Linked DNA regions of Mus musculus: all the other regions are linked to region 1. A link is a contact called in public Hi-C and HiChIP or PLAC-seq data. All regions are on one chromosome and are shown on one strand. Each heading gives the region's core, a stretch centred on a gene start, on an enhancer-like site or on the middle of the called end of the contact. The rest is flanking DNA. Distances are from core to core; before and after follow the strand shown.

Region 1 (4,643 bases), core at 664-3,163:
TTTTGAGACAGGGTTTCTCTGTATAGCCCTGACTGTCCTGGAACTCACTTTGTAGACCAGGCTGGCCTTGAACTCAGAAATCCGCCTGCCTCTGCCTCCCTAGTGCTGGGATTAAAGGAGTGCCACCACGCCCACGTAGAGACATTGGAGCAGCGACAACCACCATGCTTTAGACAGAAGCAGGTTCGGCCTTTCTCCCTCTCACAACTGTGTAAACCTGCAGTTTTCGAGGGATCTCACCAGAAGCACCATTTATAGTAAGGGACAGGCCTTAACCCCTTGCACACCCCCCTTGGCTCATGCATGGTTTTATCTTCTTTCTCAGCTAGCAATCCTATCCAGGTGCTTTTGAAGCCACACCTTAACCTCGATTATCAAAAAAAAAAAAAAAAAAAAAAAAAAAAAAGGGGGGGGGGTCTTCTTATTGATGCTGTGAGATGTAGCTTGAGAGCTACCAACATTATATGTGTGGTTGTCACTAAGACACGGCAGGGACACTCCCCCTTGAGAGGCCCACACACCTGTGGATCTGTGTGCATTATCTGACCCGAGCCCCTCTTTTTCTTCAAGCTGGCATGCCTTCTTAATAAACCCCAACTGTGTGTCTTATTGGCTCGCCCTAAAATCTCTCTCTGCAGTGAAATCCACTCCCACTTCACTTGAGAGGCAGCTGAGGAGTTCGAGCTGCTTCAGGCAGCAGCGTGGAGGTGTGTCTCGGGCCAGCTGTCAGGGGCGCTCAGTAGCACCTGTGATGCGCTGGGCTCCATCTGTAATAGAGATGGGGGTGAGGAAGCTGTGTTCACTCCCCTTTCATATGGGCAGCAGGCTGCACTCTGGCATCGATGATAAATCGACAGGTGACTAACATGGATCTTAGCATGATTAAGTGACTTGCCCAAGGTCACATCATTAGCAGACAGTCACTTAGAAGCTTGAACGTAGCTCTACTGTAGCAAGTAATGCTTTAATGCAGAAGTCTTTCTTAGCTGGATGCTTTCTAGGACAGTCCTGCTACAGGAGGTTCCTTAGACAAAGGATTGGAAGGAGGTCGGGTAGGAGCATGGGCAAGTGTGAGTCTTCCTGGGGACAGGCAGGGTGAGCTGAGGTGTGCAGAGTTCTCTCTCGTTCTGGATGGTTGCCATCGAGGTTGTGAGCAAGGGACTTACTTCCCCGGGGGTGACCCGTTGTGAGCAGATTCCAAGCTAACTGCTAAGATGAGCCCAGACACAGGCTCTTGTCTTCCCCAGGACCTCAGAAGTTGGAGTCAAGCAATCATATTTGCTGGAAGAAATGGAAATTAGGGTCTTCCTCAAACTCTGCTGGAATACGCGGGTGGCATGAGATAGCAGCCGCAGTTGCTTGTGGGAACGAAGCTGGTCAGGAAGGGGTTTCTGATGGACACGGATAGGAGGCAATAGCGCCACCCTCCTTGTAAAAAGTCTTGATCGCCCAGCAGGCGCATGAGAGTTGTGAGCCTCAGCTAACTTCAGAAGCCTTCTAGCTCAGAGTAGAGACAAGCCATCCAGCTGGCCTAGGCTGCCAGCCTGCCAAAGAGGAGGTGGGGGGAGGGGACAGGGGTGAGACCCCGTGCTGTCCACCCAGAAGACAGCTGGCGGGCGGGCGGCAGGTGGGTGGAGGTTAGCGGGCCACCCCTCCCCCTGCCCTGCGGAAGCAGCCGAAGAAACTGTACCCTTTTATTGTCTTTGCCACTGGGTGTTTTCTGGAGTAATTTAAACACTGCCAAACACAAGCCTTCCATCCTTTCTCTAGCCATTGAAAGGAAGCGGCAGACTTAAAAATCATCTGAGTGGCGAGGACTGGGCCAGGAAGACGGGAAGGGTGGAGGGAAGGGTGAGACGGAGGTGAAAGTATGTGGTTTGGCGGGTGGGACCAGGCTCGGGTGATGGGCCGAGACCTGCGGCAAGCAAGGGAGGAGTGCCCAGGCTTTGCTGGGCGGCGACCTCAGCGGGCAGGAGGCTCTGGGGAGGGCGCGGGGCGGGGACAGGCGACCTGCCAGGGCCAGTCACCCCCCTCCCCCCCCTCTGTGGGAGGAGGGCAGGAAAGAGGGCGGCCTTTATTCTGTATTAAAATCCTCCTCTCTACCTAGGACACGGTGTACTAACCTTGCACGGTATTTGATCCTATGCAATCAGTCTGCACTTGCCAGGCAGAGTCTTGGGGCCTCATGCATCTGCCGCACAGTCAGGGCGTAGACCATTGAGCCTCCCCTTCCCCCTTGCTGGCTTTGGTCTTCCTCTTCTCTGCTTTCCCTTCCGTCTGACACCATCCCACCCTTCCATTTCCTTCCTCGGGTTTGGGCTCTAGAGGAGCAGAACCCGCCTCCCTTAATTCCAGGTTCTGGGTGAGGAGGTATCACCAGCCCTAGCCAGTACCATCCGGAGGGTTTCGAGCCTCGGGGCTCTACACGGGGTGGGTCTTCCCTAATCTGGTCTTCGCACAACCTGATTATTGTACAAGCGCTGTGTTTGGTAATCTGGAATATTTCTCCCCAAGGCTGTACGGGTGTGTACGGCAGCTGTGGAACTTAGATAGACAGACCCGGGCTTCGGGTGTGTCTACCCGCGGCCCTCCTGCAAATCCTCTGTGCTACTCACGTCTGGAAACCTGGTTTAACCATGAGCAGAGTGAACCTGCTAGAGTCCATACTCACTCGAGCCTCTCCACCTGCAAAGCGCTAACAGTAACTTGCTTGCTTCTTAGGTTGTTTGGGGACTGCGGTTTAAGCGAGTCCTTCCCGAATTAGATCTGGGCTCCAACCCCAATGTTGCCACATGACAACTGACCTTGGCCTCTGTTTTCCAGTACGGGAGGGACAGTAACAGAACCACCCTCACTGGGCCCGCGGTGAACTCAGCTCAGTGCAGGATTTTTAAGTTGCCTAACACAGGTTGCCTGTCATAGTGAAACAGGACATTTTTTTTTGTGCAAGTAATTTGTAAACTGTGGTGTGTTCTTTAGAAATGTAGGCGGTTACTCGAATGCCAACAGGGTGAAATTCTGGGTTCCTGCCCCACTTTCTAAGGGAAATTGATCCCCAACCTCGCCCTGGGCACCCTGGAAGTTCCCTTCCTCAGCACTTCTGGGACCTCTGGGTGGGAGAGGCTGGTCCTGTGCTCCCTGCTCTATTATCCACCCCTCCCCCTTCACTTCACATTCTTTTCTGGAACTCTCAGCAGCTCTGGTAGGCTTCAATCCTGGAATCCTGTCCCCAACCTCTCTCAAAACAGATCTCGGACCACCAAGTCCATCCTGCTTTTCCTAGAGAGCCCAACTCAATCCTTCCTAGAGCTGGGGGGTCGCCCTCGCATCCCATGTAAGTCTTCCTCCGAGCTCTCCTATGATAGAGCAGTAACTAGCCCTCTATGCTGAATCACACTGTTTGAGTTCAAAGTCTACTTGGAAGCTAGAAGGTACAGGCCTGTAATCCCAGCACTTGGGAAGCCCCGATGCAGGAGGCTCGTGAATGCTGGACAAAGTTATGTTACATACTGAGTTTCAGGCCAGTGTGAGCTACGTAGGGAGCCGCCATCTCAAAGCAAAACAAACAACGAAACTAAATACAAACCCAAGTCCACCTAGAGCTAGCTTTGAGATGCTTTTGTTTTGCCTTGCTGAGCCTCAGTTTAACCATCTGGAAGATGGGAAGCCAGCAGCAAATGTTTCACTGCCCAGCTAGAAGGAATTAGAGGAGACTGCTTTGGAAGAGGCGATGTGAAGGTCAAGGTGTTGGCAGAAGCACAGTGCCTGGCATAGCACACCTGGAGGTTAGGTACAGTCCTGTGCTGCTGGATGCTTTCCATGAATGTCCTCCCCTCCCCCTCCCCGGGGGGCAGAGTATGGCCTCTTTGCAATGGACATGCCTTCTTTTGTATCACAGATCCTGGTCAGATCAGTCAGAGTGCACGTGCCTTGGGTACTCAGTCAGATGTGACCTCATCCCCTCAGTCATGGCTCTCTGCAAATGGACAGGATACTATGTAACAATAATGACTTGCCTCAAGTTTACGGAGCTCCATAGGTGGCGGCCCTTTCCCTGGTATCTCAATGAACTTACACAAGTATATCAAATCCCTGGGGCAGACATAAGTATCCACTTGATCTCTGAGAACACTGGAGATTGACCAGACCTCGGGCACTGAGAGAATTGGGATTCTAACTCGAGGTGATCTGTCTCTAAGATTTTGTTTCTTTTTTAGTTTATATTGTTTTGCCATTCGAACTGGATTATAGCGCCCCCTTTGTGTGTGTGAGTGTGTGTTTCTAGTGACATCATACAAACCACTGTTGGTCAGTAAAGTTGATGAGCTGATAATTGATTTTTATAACAGTCTCTAGGTGCAAAGGACTTTGAAGAGGCCAAAGCTTTAACTGTAAGCTCTTTGATCTGTGATCCATTGCACTAGAGGTCTGGTTCTTTTCTTGAAGTGGCCGGCTTTAGGGTTTAACTCACTTGTTACTTGGGAAGCCTACTCCCTTTCACTCCCCCAGAAGTTGGCAGTAAGGCCCACGGGCAGGTTTTCTCTATTTTAAGGTCTCTTGATTACAGGATTTTGATCTTTTGGGAATGAATCTCTCAGGGCTAGTGAATCGTTAAGGGATGAATTCATTTATAACAAAGGCAG
Region 2 (4,643 bases), core at 1,576-4,075, 96 kb after region 1:
ACAAAAGACTCCCCTCCAGCCAACACAAATGAATTCACATTCTCCTATCATGGAGAATAGGTGACCACACATTACAGTTCTGGACTGTACTGGCCCAGAACCCATCTACTCAAATGAGCCCATGGTTGCCTCCCCTCATCCCTTCTGTCTGTTCTTTGTTCTATTCCAAGTCACTACACCTGCAATTCTTAAAGTCTTTTTCCTCTGCCCGACACCTCTCAGGAAATGTACTGTCATTTGAAGATGTTATATAAGCTAGGATTCAAAGCCACCTCTTTGAGAATTCCTCATTCTCTGTGCTTCTCCCACGGGTATATGAAATATACATGTTAGCAAATTTATTTGTTTTTGCTTGTAAATCTCTCTTTTATCATAAAGGTCTCTTGCAAACTAAGAATAATCCCTATAATTCACACACACATTCATCAACATGTCAATCACATTATATAAAAGTTTAGGGTTTAATTTTTTAAATTATAATTACCAGTCAAAAGATTGATTAAAAATAAAATATATTTTATTCAATAAAATAGTTGAGAAAATCTGAATTCAACAAATGTTGATAAAAACAACTTAAAATTCTATGAAAATATACTTCAAATGTTAAAACTACCCGACATGTACTTAAGCATAATCAAGCATTTCAAACATGAAATATTCAATAGTCATTAAAAAATAACTGTGTCTATATAAGTATACATTCATTTTAAATTCATGGTTCCACTTGTTGGAAGGCATACCTGCTTAAGGGAGAAAGCAACTCATTTGACAAGTTATAAATCAAGACAGTAAAATATGTATTTTCTAGGAAATTCTCACATACAGCATCTTAATAATTTATTTAAAATGAGACATCTAAACCCCTTTGATCTTGTGGAGGTGAGAGTAACACCTTAGACAATATATTAAACTTTATCACTCATACTTCAGAAAAATGGTGTCAGTGGGAAACATGCCATGGGAATCCCTTCTACAGACTATGCTCATGTCTGCTACAAAGAAAGTCTGGCATTCCAGCCAAGATCTCAGAAACATCTCGGAATGCTTTTTCATTAGTGTCTATTCAGTGTTTAAAGTAAAGAGTTTCCAGACTTAGAAAGACAAACATTGCATGTTCTCTCTCATAGTGGGACCTAGCACCAAATCTTGAGATTTGTGTACTTGGAGAGTCTGTAGAATTTAGGGGTGTCTCAGAGACCAGCAAAGAACAAGGGATATTGTCATTTGCTCCAGGTTGCCCACCAGAACTTGATGATAAGGTTCTATTGCAGAAGACAGGAGATGGAGAAATCAAGCTAGCATTGATTAGGGAGTTTCCTCTCTGCTTTCTACCTTTCATAGTACCACAAGGAGCTATGCAGGCTTCTGAGTGTATGTGTGGCTCATCAACAGTCTTAACCAGCTGTGAACCCAATGAATCTGAGTAATGACAATGTGGCAAGATATGCCATGGGCACAACAGTGGCATGAATGTTAAAGGGGCAATCAGCTGCTTCCCGACTGGGTTTAAGGTCTTTGAGGAGGAAACTCATGCCTGCTACTATATATCTGGCCCAGAATCCATGGTTGGGGAATTGTTCATGTCCAGAGGACACTCTCTACAATTTTGCTAAATGGAACTAGTATCAAACTGTCCTCTAACTTTGTATCTCTATACCTATAGGTTGGTGCAGCTCTTAGATCTCATGAGGGAAGTTGTTTTGTGCCGTGGAGGGCAGTTAAGGTAAATACATGACCTGTCAAAGTGCAGTGGAGTGCTCAGCCAGCCACAAATGGACAATCATATCACACTCCTTCTCCCTAAGTTTCAGGGACCATCATGGAGAGGTGGCAGAAAAGGGGCCAAAGCCTGTAAGATCCAGAGGTTGGGGAGGATGGGAGCGAAGCATTCTTTTCTGTACATAATCCGATGTTCTGAGGTGCACCTCAGATTCCCGGGGGACTTGCTTGCTACTCGTCTCTCAGGACATTTCTTCTTGCTTCCTGTGCTGACTCATCTGAAATCCAAGTTCTATCTGCAGGGTTGGATTTTTTTTTTTTTTATTGAGCAATTATGATACAATTTTTTAAGATGCTTAACCTCTGTGACAGAGGTCCCTACATTTACGGATTGACTGGGTACCAATTGCTCCCTGCTAGGTCCTGTTGGGTTTGAAGACACTCAATTGCTATTCAGGTTTTATTTAAGGAGGCTAAGAAAGTTGGAGGTAGGAGCGAGTCTGCTTTCAACAGTAAGCTCTTAGTAATGTAAGCTCTTAGTAATGCCACAGAGCAACACAGAAACACTTTCTGCACCCTTGCCTTATCCCCTCCTCCCCCACCTCCCACTCCCCACTGACCAGGTTCCAATAATCCCAAGGTCAGATGGAGCAGGATAGTGGAGGATGCGAGGGATGGGCGCTGATTCAGAATCCTATGGGGGGCACAGGGTAGAGCAGTAAAGGCACCCTAGATCAGAAGTAGATTACAGTTTGGGAAATCTGCCTAAGCAGGACCCAACCAACAGGAGCCCTCCACTCCCTCGATCCCTCACTTCCCTGCTCTGGTGTGCTCCAAAGGGCTGGAAGCCTAGGGGCGGCCGACGCGTTGTCGCCATAGCCTTCCGCCTTCCCACTCTCTCCGGGCGCACGTGCTCAAAGAGTCCCTGCCCCTCCCGCCTCCGCGCGCGCGGGGCCGCAAGTTTCCTACGAGAGGCGGGCGAGCACCGCATCTTCTCTCCGCCGCCTCCCTGGCCCCCGCCGCTGCCGCTGCAGTCTCCGCCCGCGGGGAGGGCGCGCTCTGGAGCCGGCGAGGGTGGGGCGCCGCGAGGGAGGGGTCCCAGCGCCGCATTCCTCGCGGCGCCCGCGGCAGCAGCAGAAGCAGCAGCAGCAGCAGGTGGAGCCCCATTCAGCTGCGAGCCGCTCTTGGCCGGAAACCCGCGCCGCAGCCGCCTGGCCGGGAGCTGGCCCTCCAGGCTGGAGCCCACGCCGCCCCGGCCCGACCCAGTTTCCCAGGCACCGGGTTACCGAAGCCGGCGGCCGGGGGACGCGGTTGGGTCCGGGGCCGGATGCATCTCAGTGCGCATAGCTGCGCTGGGAGACCCCAGCCCGGGGCGCAGGGCTAACGGGACCTGGCCCACCTCAAGACTTGTGCTCTGGGGACAGAGCGGCTTTGGGATTCGGAGTCCAGGCACCTGGCCGGAGGCTGTTGAAGTCTGGGTGTCGTGCTCACCCCACCTCTTTGCTTGGGCACCAACAGAGAGAGCTCTTTCCAGAGGACCGGACCTCCTCGCCTGGTCCAGAGTGGAGTCCTCGCACCCGGTGCCTGTTAGTTTCGAGAACCTTTCTAGTTGACACTGGTCTGCAGGTGTTCTCTGCTGGTTAGGTTTCTTCTTCGGCTAGGGGGACTGTTGCTACCAGAGGCATTCTGTGCCTGTGGGCGCTCCAAGTCCCGGGTCTCCAGTCCTGCCAGAATCGTCCGGGCTTCGCTGACCCTCAACTCTGTCTCTGCTTGTCGTGGGTGCTTCTAGTCGTTTGGGTTTTTACCCGGAGTGTGTAGACTAGACATCTTTCTGACTGCTAATTGGGAAGGCACTGGTCTCCAGGGAGCGGCTTTGTGTGTGGTGGGATCCGGGGTCCTCAGCCATGGCCTTCACTTTCGCTGCTTTCTGCTACATGCTGTCCCTGGTGCTCTGCGCTGCGCTCATCTTTTTCGCTATCTGGCACGTGAGTAACCTGCAGAGGCTTCTAACTCTCCTGTACCCCAAAGTCCTCCCTCCCCCCACGCCCACCTCATTTCCTCATTTCACCGGCCTTTTAGACATAGCAGGCGTGGGCGGACCGCGAGGTCAGGCAGAAGTACTTTCTGGGCAGACCTTGTCCATCTCCCCTGTCCCGGGGCAGGAGACACAGTTCTTGGCATCCTGAGACCAGGCGGTACCGCGCCGGGCGCCTACCTGCCTTGGCTGGAGCCAGTGACTGGTGGAGCCTCCCTGCGGGGCACATTCCTGGGCGTGGCAAGGTGTCCCAGCCAGGCCAGGAGTAGTGGCTCAAAACCCCATCTGCTGGGCTTCCGCACCCCACTCCCTTCTCTCCTGCCTGCAGGAGAGAAGAAGCCCTGCCAGTGTCCCAGGCAATTAGTCAAGTAACTATAACAACTAAACATTTAAAATGTCAGCATCTGTGGTGGGTTGCGTTTAGACATAATTGGAGACGAAGTGGAAACACAACCAGAGCGCCTTGTAAGAAAGAGGAAGCAGGGAGAGGCCAGGCAGGAAGGGAGGGAAATCAAGAGAGATGGGAGTGAAGAGAGAAGAGGGACGGAGGAAGACCGGGATAAATAAGGCTCTAGGTGCTGTAGATCTGACCAGGTCCCATCATCCCCAGGGCACGAGCTTCCACTCGCCATGGAGTGCAGACGGGTCCTAGATCGTCAGGTGTGGTGTGTGGAGCTGTGTGGATCGGAGGACTCCTAAAGGGGAGTAAGGAGGAGGACACAGGAGGATCTGATCTCCTGGGGACTGTGTCACATTTCACAAACCCTTGACCCACTAGCTTCCTTCCGAGGCTGCTTATGGGCCCTCTTCTCACTCTGCAAAGGCCGATCAGAAGGGCCAAGGTTCCAGTGATTGACAGGCACCACTAACAACTCAGTCTTGCCCTTCC
Region 3 (4,643 bases), core at 1,540-4,039, 76 kb after region 1:
TCCCTTGTTCCCCCTCAATCTCTCTTTATATCCTTTCTCCTCTCCTCTCCTTCCATGACATATCCAGATTTTTTGATACCTGGCGGGTGGTGGTGGTGTATGCCTTTAATCCTGGCACCATATTTTCATATTTCACACACACACACACACACACACACACACACACACACACACACACACACATACACACACACACACATATATATATATGTATATATATATATATATATATATATATCTCACCCCCCACACTTTTTTTTTCATTGTAGGGAAAACACTAACAAGCCATCACTCTTGGCTTTCGTGGGTCTCTTGGTCTGCTAATTAGCTTGACTATATAGTTTGGCTAGTGGACTGGTACACATACTACTCACACACATAACAAATTGCTTAATGCTCTTGAGAAGGGACTATGAAGGACTGTACTCATGTGCACCCTCTACCATTTTTTGAGACAGGGTTTCTCTGTGTAGCCTTGGCTGTCCTAGAACTCACTTTGTAGACCAGGCTGGCCTCGAACTCACAGAGACCCACCTGCCTCTGCCTCTCAAGTGCTGGGAATAAAGGCGTGCGCCACCACCACTACCAAGTTCATGTGCTCCCTTTTAAGGGAAGCAAGTTGTGTTACTTTTTTGAAAGTGGTGCCTGTGGTTTATGTCATGGAGGAACAAAGGAATTGTCATTGTGTGGGTCCAGAATTTGTTTTTGCCTGACTGGCTTTTCAGAGGTGGCAGACATTGTTTTCCTTTTCTTGGGAGATGACTTGGCAAGGCCATGTTTAGTTCACTTGCTTTGCTAAGTACCTCCAGATATGGCATTTAGGTCCCCTCAAGTTTAGAATTTGAAGCATAGAATGTTTATATCCAAATATAAGGAGGAGGAGGAGGACTCTTGGAGGCTGAGAAGAGGTTGCTGAAGGTACAACTCCTGCTTCACATTTCCAGACTCAGCTAGGAGTGTGTGGCTGTAATATTAAATATTTATCTCTGTAAATGACAGGTGGATGTGCATCATATAGGATCAATGACCAGAAACATTAAATTAAAAAGCAGACAAGCTGTGAGAAGGTCAGGGAAGGTGGCTTTTCTTTCACGCATCTTTGCTTTATCATTCAAAATTTAACACATTTGGTTTTGGTATTCAGAGGGCTTGAGGTGCCCATGTCCTGTCTTGATATCTCTTCTGCCCATTCCTGAGTTTATTTACTTCTTTTAACTGCTATTTATAATTTTATAGGTAGCCACAGGAGGTTAGTCCTTAAAGTCTATTAGTGTATTGACAAGGTTTATGGTGAGCATTTTCTTATCATGTGTGGACGGATATGGTTGGGCTTTTCTTCCATAGGGTTTGTCTATGGCAAGCATATTGTATAAAGATGGAGAATAACAGCAACAACAACACACACATACACATATACACACATATACATATATACACAGACACACATACACATGCATACACACACATGCACACACATATACACAAACACACACATTCATATATACATACACACATACAGATACATGCACATACACTCACATACACACATACACACGCATACACACACATACATACACAAACACATATACATACACACTTTTCCCTCCTTAATATAGCTACCAACTTGTTTTTAAGGCATCTCTAGTTTGCCTTCTCTTGATGTCACATGGCTGTGTGACCTCAGCTGATGTGTTTCTGGGGTTCACAAGTGTTCAAGGTGATAGAGCTTAAGAACACACATGACATATCTCATGACATATCTCAATGACCTGGAGCATTGATGGACTCTATAAGCAGATTATAGAACATTAAAACATATTTCTTTAAAGCTTACATTCCAAAGAAATTACTCAAATCACATGAGTCCATCTAAGCATTCTTTATATCCTGATATATTTATCTTGATATGTATCATATATCAAACCACTGATATCGATGGTTGCTGGGATAAAACAAGGTGAACAGAAGCAACTTATGGAACAAAGAGTTTATTTTGGCTCATGCCTCCTGATAAGAGTCCATTGTGATGAGGAAGCTTGGTATGGATGCAAGATTACCAACCATCGGGTGTGGCCTCAGGAGGCTGAGAGCTCACATCCTCAACGGTAAGCATGAGGTAGAGAGAGTGGACTGGAAGTGTCTGATGCTTTTCATCTCAGAGGCTGCTCCCACTGACAGTACTTCCTCCAGAAGGGCTGTGCCACCTGAACACTCCCAAACAGCACCACAGCTGGGGACATTTCTCATTCAAATCACCATCCCATCCCAGATGGTAACTCAGAGGCTGGGAAACATTTCTAGCAGTGAACAGTCACAACTGGTCAGAGAAGGCTTTCTGGAGGCAGGGTATGAAGCAGGATTTGAATTTTAGAAAATTTTGAGCATATGTCAGAGAGGAATACGTGTTTGAAGAGGTTCCAGGGGAGGGGATGCATCAAGCCAGGCTGGCGGGTGACCAGGAGAGTCCACTGGAGGACTAGAGAGGGTCAACCATATAGTCAGCCAGGAATGTGATACTTTGACAGAGGATGAGCTTAGAGACCGGGTTGTTTGGTTCAGTGATTCCTAACCAGAGCATTTTAAAGCTACCCTGGCTGGGACTCGACCCCAGAGATTCTTGTTCAAGAGGGCTGGTGTGGAGTTGAAGGGATCTATTCTTGGGAAAAGCTCTTCAGCTAATTCCATGGCATTCAGTGGCAAACCCCCGTGAAATGGGGGTGGATTGCAATAGCTCACTTTCAAAGGAAGGAAGCTGGGATAAGAAGGGTTAAAGCAAGAGAGAGACTGTGTGAAGCAAGAACAAACAGGAAGTGAGTCAATGGGGGACCACGCTCTACTCCAGTGTGTCCCTCAGATTAGCACAGGCTGGTTGGTGTCCAACTTGTTCACAGCTGTGTCTGCCTCACTTATAACTCCACCCCAGGAAGTAATTACACTCACTACATGGTTCTTTGAGAAATTCATAATAGTTTTTTAAAAAGAGACATTTTCAGCACATCATTATTGCTGGTGTTACTTTTATTTGTAATGCTATAAAAGCAATTATAATTTCTCCTCTGTATTTCTATTCAGTTATTCCCTTTAAGAGTTATAACATACAGAGAAAAGACATTAGGAAAAAAATCTTCAAGTTTCTGTTGGATGGAGATAGACAATGCCCATAAACAACACAGCTCTAACTTGTCCTTGAATATCTTTAGAGTAATGGGAGACTCAGAGATATTATTATGCTCGATCATATTTAAGCCAGCTAGGTACTTCTTAAGTGCATTTAAATCTTGTTTAGAAACTAGAAAAAAAAAATAACTGGTTCCACCACAGATCCTTTCTGTCAGAGCACAATGTTTCATTAAAAGGCAGAGAAAAGAGCTGATGTAAAATCTTCCCTTTTTGGGATGCTGATTCTTTTTGTCATAGAACAAAGACTGACTGCTAGAAATATTTACATATGCAGCCCTCAGGATCGAAAAACTTGAATTTGATCAACAGACACATCTACCACTTGCTATATTTTAATTTCACCCCCCATGACTCAGCATTTCTAACTTGTCTTTGAGAAATTGAAAACAAAGTTTTCTTCTTTGTGAAGTGCTTTGTTTCTTTGGAATTAGTCCTAGTGTGTGGCATGTTTTCGCTGCCTTTCTATTGCTGGGAAGAGGCACCACGACCAAGACAAGTTTTAAAACAAAGTGTTCAATTGGACTCTTTGCTTACAGATTCAGAGTGTTAGAGTCTGTGATCATCATGGCACGGTGTGTGGCAGCAGGCTGGCAGGCATGGTGCTAGAGAAGTATCTGAGAGATTACAGCTGGTCCACAAGGTGGTGTGTGTGGGTGTGTGTGTGTATGTGCACGAGCATGTCTGTGTTACTGAGAGTGGCTTGAGCTTTTGAAGCCTCAAAGTCCACCCCCAGTGACACACTTCCTCTAACAAGGCCACACCTACTCTACTAATTCTTCCCAAACAGTTCCACCCACAGCTGGGGACCAAGCATTTGAATATATGAGCCTTTGGGAACTATTTTTATTCAAACCACCACATGACATAATTATAAGTGACTGTGTGGTATACCCCCCATACCCCCCCCACACTCCCCAGTGTAAGACCATGGACGTCTCAGAAATGCCATGTATCCTGGCTCTGCATCAGTCTTATGAAGGACTGCTCAAGGAATGTTGCAGAGAACCTTGCCTTTGGGCTATAAGATTCGCAGCAATTACGATGTCCAACCAAGATTTGTCTTTTGAATATGCTCCGTTTATTCACACAAACATTTCTTCTAATAGCATGATAATATACAAGTTAAGTAGCTGTCTTGGCGGTGGGAGCAGTTATTTGGGCAGAAATGCCACTGCAAGGTTTCACTGGGGAATCTTCTTGGTGAGCATGATTTGGAAGTTTCAGGCTTGATTCATGCCCATCGTGAAGTCTTGTAGCTATGACAGGCTGGGAGGATGGTACTGGTGGAGGTCTCAGGAGGTTTTTGAGATCTAGGCCAACAGCTAGGCTGGTGCTGACAGGTGGGCCTGTGTGGGCTCAGTGGCAGTGCCACTGTTCAGTTTAGTTCAGTGGGCACTGAAGCTAGGGCCAAACACAAAGTCTCAGGTTCTCTTGCTGATGAGCATCAACAAAGTGGTCAGAGA

The links. Hi-C and Micro-C count contacts between places; a contact is called where the count stands out from the background. HiChIP or PLAC-seq counts read pairs in DNA pulled down with a chosen protein or histone mark.
Region 2: a contact with region 1 is called in an H3K4me3 HiChIP or PLAC-seq map of embryonic stem cells, with 21 read pairs. The contact joins the promoter of Cnih3 here to the enhancer-like site in region 1. A contact is called at or near these places in 3 of 39 promoter capture datasets (the 3T3-L1 cell line, cranial neural crest and embryonic stem cells), 2 of 484 Hi-C or Micro-C datasets (embryonic stem cells and muscle stem cells), 6 of 115 datasets of contacts at active chromatin or transcription factors (acute myeloid leukemia, embryonic stem cells, forebrain and 1 more) and 2 of 9 other capture datasets (adipose tissue and embryonic stem cells).
Region 3: a contact with region 1 is called in a Hi-C map of double positive thymocytes, with 1.8 times the contacts expected there. The contact joins two enhancer-like sites. A contact is called at or near these places in 6 of 484 Hi-C or Micro-C datasets (the G1E-ER4 cell line, double positive thymocytes, erythroblasts and 3 more), 2 of 115 datasets of contacts at active chromatin or transcription factors (the SCID.adh cell line and embryonic stem cells) and 1 of 9 other capture datasets (embryonic stem cells).

The regions. Positions count from the first base shown.
Region 1 is chr1:181,254,933-181,259,575 of GRCm38.p6, forward strand. No RefSeq gene overlaps it. Among named protein-coding and RNA genes, the nearest start is that of Gm39718, 30 kb to the right of the region's middle. Within about 2 kb of position 1,914, at least 318 of the 459 cell types and tissues checked have an H3K27ac peak or open chromatin away from gene starts, as enhancers often do. A contact at or near this core is called in the G1E-ER4 cell line, the SCID.adh cell line, acute myeloid leukemia and 6 more, where this site is marked.
Region 2 is chr1:181,349,803-181,354,445 of GRCm38.p6, forward strand. It overlaps Cnih3 (cornichon family AMPA receptor auxiliary protein 3), which reads left to right and starts at 2,826. Exons shown (of 6, transcript NM_001160211.1): 1 at 2,826-3,704. The coding sequence starts at 3,624.
Region 3 is chr1:181,329,977-181,334,619 of GRCm38.p6, forward strand. No RefSeq gene overlaps it. Among named protein-coding and RNA genes, the nearest start is that of Cnih3, 20 kb to the right of the region's middle. Within about 2 kb of position 2,790, at least 41 of the 459 cell types and tissues checked have an H3K27ac peak or open chromatin away from gene starts, as enhancers often do. A contact at or near this core is called in the G1E-ER4 cell line, the SCID.adh cell line and double positive thymocytes, where this site is marked.